2 separate regions of the Oryzias latipes genome follow, and region 2 is linked to region 1. A link is a contact called in public Hi-C data. All regions are on one chromosome and are shown on one strand. Each heading gives the region's core, a stretch centred on a gene start, on an enhancer-like site or on the middle of the called end of the contact. The rest is flanking DNA. Distances are from core to core; before and after follow the strand shown. Region 1 overlaps LOC110015597 (a long non-coding RNA gene). Region 2 holds the start of znrf3 (E3 ubiquitin-protein ligase ZNRF3).

Region 1 (3,597 bases), core at 307-2,806:
TTTTTGTTATTTTTTGTGTTACTAAATCCTTTTGGATTTAGTTTCCTGTGGAGTTTTAGCTTCCTGGTCCAAAGAGTTGGCTGAGGATGGAGCTGATCTTCATGCAGAAGCTCATAAGCAGCACTCAACCACCACGGCAGAGGAGGAAAGGGAAACTGATTGTTCATTTCTGTGTTTTGCTTAACTTATAGAGCTAAACTGAAACTGTTTATTGTTTGATTTCTTTTGAGTTAAAACACTGATTTCATGTTAGAAAATGTCCTCTATCGTATTAGACTCTACGATGCTTCATTGACACTGGACAATAGATTGTGTTATCTAATGTATTCTAGTGTTATTATCATTATTGCTATTTATTATCTGTTGCCATCTGTTGTTTATATTATTATATGGAGTATTTGAACAAGAACTTGAATCCTGGATCTCCACATTCAAATCCTCTACATCTAAAGCCTTAGTCACATGGACCTGTACTGGAGGGCGGATGACCGGTACTGGTGCTGCAGGTTTTTCAGGTTTGTGGAGGATCCCAGCAGAAGCTCCTCCTTATCTTACTCTAATGAAAATAGCATAAACGATTGCATCCTGGTGAACTTATGACCCTTCTCCTCCACGAACGCCCAACCACACCAGCACTGTCCTCCCTTTTCGGTGTTGATAGCGTTGATTGAGGTTGAGACATTCTCTCCTTTTTATGGAAGGAGAAAAAGGAGGGAAAATGGATGTGATTAAAGCCCATTGATTGTGAGACATCTTCACGAGGCATTGAGGAGAGCTGGGAGTGCTGGCTGATGCCTCAATCAGAAGGGAGAGGAGGGGATAATGGATTCCATTTTGTCGTTTGTGCTTTCTTTATGGTTCAGGACAGAGCCGGGACGCCATCGGTTTGATTGCGCTGATGTGGGTCAGCCGTGAATCTCCTCTGGAGCTCTAAGAGGGATTTTAGTGCTGCGTGTTTACTGACAAGCACAGCTCGTGAAAAGGTAACAACAGACGTTCACCACTCGGAGATATATTCTAATAGGGACAGAAATGTGCTCTGCCGTGATCTGATATCTCTACTTCCATTAGCTTTGATAGGACTGAGAGCAAAATGACTTCTAATTAGGGTTTCCTAGACAACGCACAGCTCTGTCTCTGCATAATAATAGTGTTTGCCTCTCAACCCTTTGCTTTCTGTTTTTGCACTTGTCAGAAAACTATTCCCCCTCCTGCAGCCTTTCAGGGATAATTCTGTGTTTCTTTCTGTGGTTTTGTATTTTCAGATCTCAAAAGGCTCGAAGAATCACCTGTGATTGCTTGGTTTTGTTTGCTTTACGCCTCAGTTAGCGGGCAGGCCTGCCATCCATGTCCCCATTCCCAAAAGGTTGATCTGAAGTGTGGAGATGAAAAGCAGGAAGAAGTCTCCTGTGAACAAAACGCCTGGCAGCCGCTGGAGCTGGAAATCCCACAGAACACAACATCTGTATCCACGAGGTCCAATTATAGCAGCATCCTGTCTCTGAACGCGCTGACCAAACTCAGGCGTTTAAGGCGTCGCATGCTGATGACTTCACTTCCCATCTGCCACAGACTGTGCAGCAGCGAGGGATCATGTCCGGCTCACTAGAGAGTGAAATACAATCACATAATCCCTCACAGATGCTGTTGATGTAACATCTACAGTCACAGAAGTCTATGGAAGGAGAAAGACCATCCTTTGTTTAATGTGAACACTTTTTAATCTCACTTTTTTCTTGTTTTGGCTGGATATATTATTGTTGTTTTCATAAAACACATGCATGAATGGTAATTAACTCATTTAGCAGTGTAATTTACTGACAAATCAATCTCAGGGTACATTCACGCTGGTAGGTTGAGTTTCCATCTGTTTCCATACCCCTATAAGTTCCCATTGTTTGGTGAGTGTGAAGGTTTCTGTTCTTCTAGTTCACTTGCAGATGAACTCTGGTGTGGTTCATCTCAGTGTGAATGACTGTCAGTGTACCAAAAAGCAGGAATACATCCTCCCATCTTCCGTATCTTTTTAGTCTCTACAGCAGTGACATCCAACCCCTGGGTTGCAGACTGGTACTAGTCTGTGGGACGGTTGGTTCTAGGCCTCAGAGAGAAAAACAAAACAAAAACACGGCCTACACTTCCGTGTAGATTCTCAGACATCCAAGTCATGATAAAATGAAAAGAAAAGAAAAAAACTTCTGGTTTGAAGACGTTTCGGCCCTAATCTGAGCGGCTTCTTCAGTTTAGTCCGACTGGTGTTTAGCTAGAGATACTTAGTTAATAAAACAACAAAAAAACATATTTGGAAAGTTTCCTTTGGGAGAAGAGAGCCAGCAGATATTTTATAGAAAATGAAAATAAACGTTACCCTCAAAATTTAAGGGAAACTGCAAGCTTTAAAAAAACATAGCCTCGTTTAGATCGGTCAGTGAAGATATTGTCTGACATTAAACCTGCTCGTGGTCTGAAATCACTGCTCCACAGGGTTACAGTCATGCTGGAGCCTATCCCACCCACTGCAGGAGAAAGACAATGACAAGAGTTTTGTGAGGTTTGTTGAGTCCATCTACTGAAAAGAGACAGACTTTTGTATCGTGGTGTAAAATGTTATTTTCAGTTGGAATTTGATTCAATTTTAGGAGCCTCAAGTGGCCATTTGAGGAACTTCAACACGTCCCAGGTTGCTATGAACCAAAAAGCAGAATATGAAGGCTTTATATTATGCTTACATGTTGAAACATCCACCATGAAGCTGCTTCAGAACTAAAGAGGTGACCACGACACTGTCTAGACCATATAAACAATAAAAGCATGAGGTAAATGTACGTAAACGCAGGTATCAGGTACGGTTCATCTCAAAACAAGAAAGAAATATGTTTTTGAAACTAGACAGTTTCCTTGATGAACCCTTCCTTTCCTTGATGAATCGATCTGACTCCAAAAACTTCTGATTTAAAAACAAGATTTCACCTGGAAGTTATAAATACAACCTTTCGAATTCACCTTTAAAAAAATCACATTACAGTCTTCATCTTCCTGTAAACATCCTGTTTTATGGTAGCTGTACAGAGAGCTCTGCATCACAGAACAGCTGAGGATACGTTTGCTAACCTATTAACAGATTAGATTCATTTCTGTATATTTTTATGACTAAATTTCAACATGATAATATATTTTTTTAGTGTCCATAGAGGATCTATTGAATTTGTTTTTTATCGTAAACTGTCCTTAAGTTTGAGTGTATTTTTTTTAAATTGATGAATCACAAACCAACTTCACTGAAAGCCCATATTTGTGTTTTCAATCTAGAATGTGTTTAAAATGTGGCTCAGAAGTTTGATGTGATGAACGATGCTGTGAATCTGAGGAACAATCCTTCCTACCAAAGAAAACAAGAATTAGCTTGAAAGGAAAATCATTCTATGGATTTTTTATACTTTTAGGTGAAGACAATAAAAACACATTTTCACATTGAACCCTTTTTAATTCTGACAGAAATAAAATAATCACAGAAACTTGAATCTATTTGAAACCATCTTCCAACATGAAGAAGCTTCTTCTGCTCCGTTTCTTCTTCCTGAATTCTGAGAAAAACAT
Region 2 (3,597 bases), core at 401-2,900, 300 kb after region 1:
CAAGTCACTAATATCATAATTAAAATGCTGACACAAAGTTACCATAAAACACTAAAATAACCAGTTAAACCACAGAAGTTTGCATGGATGGATTTTTCTGCTGCCACAAATACAAGTTGGATAAGGACTTAAGCATCTTTAAGATCCTCTCTGGTCGTCTGTTGATCTGTTGTCAAAGTGGTGTTTTAATTATGATTATGTTGTTTTTAGCCAAATTAAAAAAATTGGCTTGCCCAATTTGCCTGGAGCAAGCCCGCCCGCTCTTCCCATTGCCGAGAGCTCTGTTCAAACTTAATAAGTTAAAGGTACCTTATTTTAATTAGGTTTGTACGAACCACAAGAATTCTTATTGGTCGGCTTGGTAGCTACCTTAAAAGTATCGAGGTACGCTTCTTTTAACATTAGGTTTAGAAACATAATGTTGCCCCCTAATACTCGATTTTGTTACTATAGATCAACGTGAGCAACTGTGCAGACCAAATACACAGCTGGACGCGTAAAATGAACTTTATTTTTGTACCGTGTGTTTATATCTGTGTTTTTGTGCCTTGCCTAGTTGGACGCTGTTACTTTTAATGTATTTTCTTAATTTTTAATTGTCCTTTTCTCTCTTTTGTTATTGTAAAGCATTTTCGTACCCCGAAGGCGTTGTAAAGTGCTTTATAAATAAAGATTAATTCACAACTGCATTATAAAAATGTTGATTCAGTCTAAAGTGTTCCATTTAAATAATGTAGGCTACTTTTAACTTGAAATTTAGCCAATATTTTTTTTTTTTCATTGTTGGTATCAAAACTAATTAATCGTTTGGGTTGTTAAAACGAACTAAACCTGGGGACAACTTTGTGTGTAATCAATGAAGCTTTAAATAAATATTTTATTGCATAGCCATATATTTGGCCTTATCTTTTCAAGTATATTTAAATAATGAAACGTCAGTGATTTCTCTAAAAAAGGCCAGAATTTAACTTATTTTTATATATGACAGTCAATAACGTGTTTGTTTCATCATTGTTCTGTTCAGTTTTGTTGGGGTTCCTGGGGGTCTTTACTCTCCACCATCACCTGGAGCATGCTCAGTGCAACTGACCACCTTAAAAGGCGTTTGATTCATTCTGCTCGTCCTCCACATGCTTAAATACAAACAAGATTTAAAGTAGAATGATCTATTGTTCATGATTGCACTTAAAAAAAACACAAATTGAGTTCAAATGTTTAACTATCTTGGTTCGGTGAAAATGTAGTCCACTATTGAAGTCACCGGGTGAGCAAACATGGATGCGATAGAAAAATTAGCCCGGGTAAATCATGAAGCGTCCTGGACCGGGGTCGTGTTTGTTTTAAGGTGGAATTGCGGCGTGAAAAGAGTGGGGAGAGGTGCTCCGCCACGGCGCCGCAGAGCTCGCCGGATCCACTTCAGGACCCGCTCGGGAAAACGCACTTCCCCGTCACTTTTGCGTGGAGCTGTGGAAGTTTGCGTGAAAAAAAAGGTAATAGTTGGAGCGCGCGGAGCCTCCTTAACGGAGTGCTGGGACTTCAGAGAGGGGAGCGCGGAGGAGAGAGGGTCAGACGAAACGGTGGGTGGGGATAGAGCCCTTTTGGGAGAGAGAGAGAGAGAGAGGGGGGGGGGGGGACTAAAAAAATATCACGTGTTCGGAGATCAAAGGAGATCCGCTTTGTAGAGGAGGAGAGGAGGAGGGAGGGAGAGAGAGAGAGGGCCAGTGTAATTGACAAGGCTCGCGGTAGTGAAACAAACACGCTTCAGCCCAGCTCGGCTTTATTGCACAATCCCGACTCCTTTGAGGCTGTGCGCGCGCGCGGACCCGGTTTCAGACGCCTCCACCTGACCAGTTCACCCGTGAGAAATTATGTCCCGATCCGAGCCGATCCAGCCGGCAAGATGATGCTTTTACCGCGGGGAGGAGGCTCGGAACGTGCGCCCGACTCGCTGCTCCTGGTGGTCTTGCTGGCCGCCGCCTCTCTCGGTGCCGCCAAGGATACAGCCTTTGTGGAAGTGGTGCTGTTCGAGTCCAGTCCCAATGGAGATTATACCACGTACACGACTGGCTTGCAGGGACGCTTCTCCAAAGCCGGAGCCACGATCAGCGCGGAGGGGGAGATCGTTCAAGTAAGTGCGCGAGACTCCGGGTGAGACGCCTCGCTGCCTGCCTGCCTGCATGGCGCGGCGGAGGATGGTTCGAAGCCTGCAAGCATATGCGGTCACAAGATGGCTCCTATCTGCTGGAATTCATTGACGGGGAAACATGCTTCTGCAAGTTATGTAGTTGGAGTCTGCAGATCACGTCTGCGCACTTTACGCACGGTAATGCGCGCAATTTGGATCAGAGGGATTTCCTGAAATAATTGCGGAAAAGTTTGGAAACTTTGTCTGCAACTTTTTATGTTACCCCCCCGAATCCGACCTCCTTTTAAAAGCCAGAAGGGGCTTATTTTGTGTTTCCTTTATAGTAAACACGAGTGTTTTGGGGGACCATACCCCCCCCCCCCCAACACACACACACACACATCATCCTGCGACCACAAGTGCACTCGGCTTGCATGCGCGCGTGCAGCTCCTCCAGAGTGAAAACATTGAAATAACTGTGCAGGTGTTTCCACTCTCCACCTCATAAACATCAAGAATGGATTCATGTTGTGCCACTTTTAACGTCTGGATCAGAACAAATCCTCCGAACTTGGTAAACATGATGAGGTAAAGGCCATGTTGAAAAAGATGTCACGTTCATACAGTTCGACTCAACCATCAAACCACGCCCACTTGAAGCATTGACTGATCTGTCACCAATTGTGGGCGGGTCTTGCATGGACTTTAGTTGCTAAGGAAACCAGAGAAAATGACTTTTACACAGAGACACAAATGTTTCTACACTTAAGCCCAAGCATTAAAAAATGGTATAGTTGCTACGGAGTTATCGCCTTCTGCTCAATTTTATGCCTTTAGCCACATTTGCGCTTACAGGTGGGTACGGTTACTGTCTGCGGGCGAAAAAAAGGGTTATCCTTTATGGGGAACTCGGGTGGTCCGCACAAAATTTCAAGATCGTAGGCGGAAATGTTTAAGCCTACTTTTTTAAGGGTATGCTGCAGGTGAGAGGTCATGGTGATTACTTCTAGGAAACGTGAGGGTAAGGGTATGGAATTTTCTTTATGTCAGCCCCTTCATAACCTGTGAACTGTGCAAGGGGCCCGCTAGCGCTGTTCACATGATGAGTGTGCGCTCCTTGTCTGCAGCATGAATACCCCGTACATGCCGCAGTCAGTAAGGGGCCAAAACTCACTAACATCCTAACGCGTAAGGGCACCTTACGACAGCGTCACCCGTAAGTGCATGCAACTTACATTATCCTTGCAAATATTTCATGATACTCTTGACACACGCTGCACAATGGTACGTTCCAGTTTCGTGAGGTCCATTTAGGTGGCCGTACTAACCTCGAGGGAACTGCAAGACACACCTGCGCTAACCTTAAGACGACGACCCTCTACGACCCCGGTCAACCCAAAGACCCATAGCACCGGTTCAGGTCAAACCCCCAGTACAGGTGCATGTGACTAAGGCTTTAGCAGAGGCTGAAC

Evidence for each region. A called contact is a pair of places that touch in the nucleus more often than the background predicts.
Region 2: a Hi-C map of embryo shows a contact between it and region 1, with 1.8 times the contacts expected there. The contact joins the promoter of znrf3 here to the enhancer-like site in region 1. A contact is called at or near these places in 2 of 5 Hi-C or Micro-C datasets (embryo and fibroblasts).

Annotation. Positions count from the first base shown.
Region 1 is chr9:3,547,220-3,550,816 of ASM223467v1, forward strand. It overlaps LOC110015597 (a long non-coding RNA gene), which reads left to right. Exons shown (of 2, transcript XR_002290812.2): 1 at 1-983; 2 at 1,266-2,299. LOC101156581 (zinc-binding protein A33) reads right to left here. Exons shown (of 1, transcript XM_020705701.2): 1 at 3,464-3,597. Among protein-coding and RNA genes, the nearest start is that of LOC101156581, 3.8 kb to the right of the region's middle. Within about 2 kb of position 1,557, at least 1 of the 8 cell types and tissues checked has an H3K27ac peak or open chromatin away from gene starts, as enhancers often do. A contact at or near this core is called in embryo, where this site is marked.
Region 2 is chr9:3,851,027-3,854,623 of ASM223467v1, forward strand. znrf3 (E3 ubiquitin-protein ligase ZNRF3) reads left to right here and starts at 1,651. Exons shown (of 8, transcript XM_020705705.2): 1 at 1,651-2,128. The coding sequence starts at 1,901.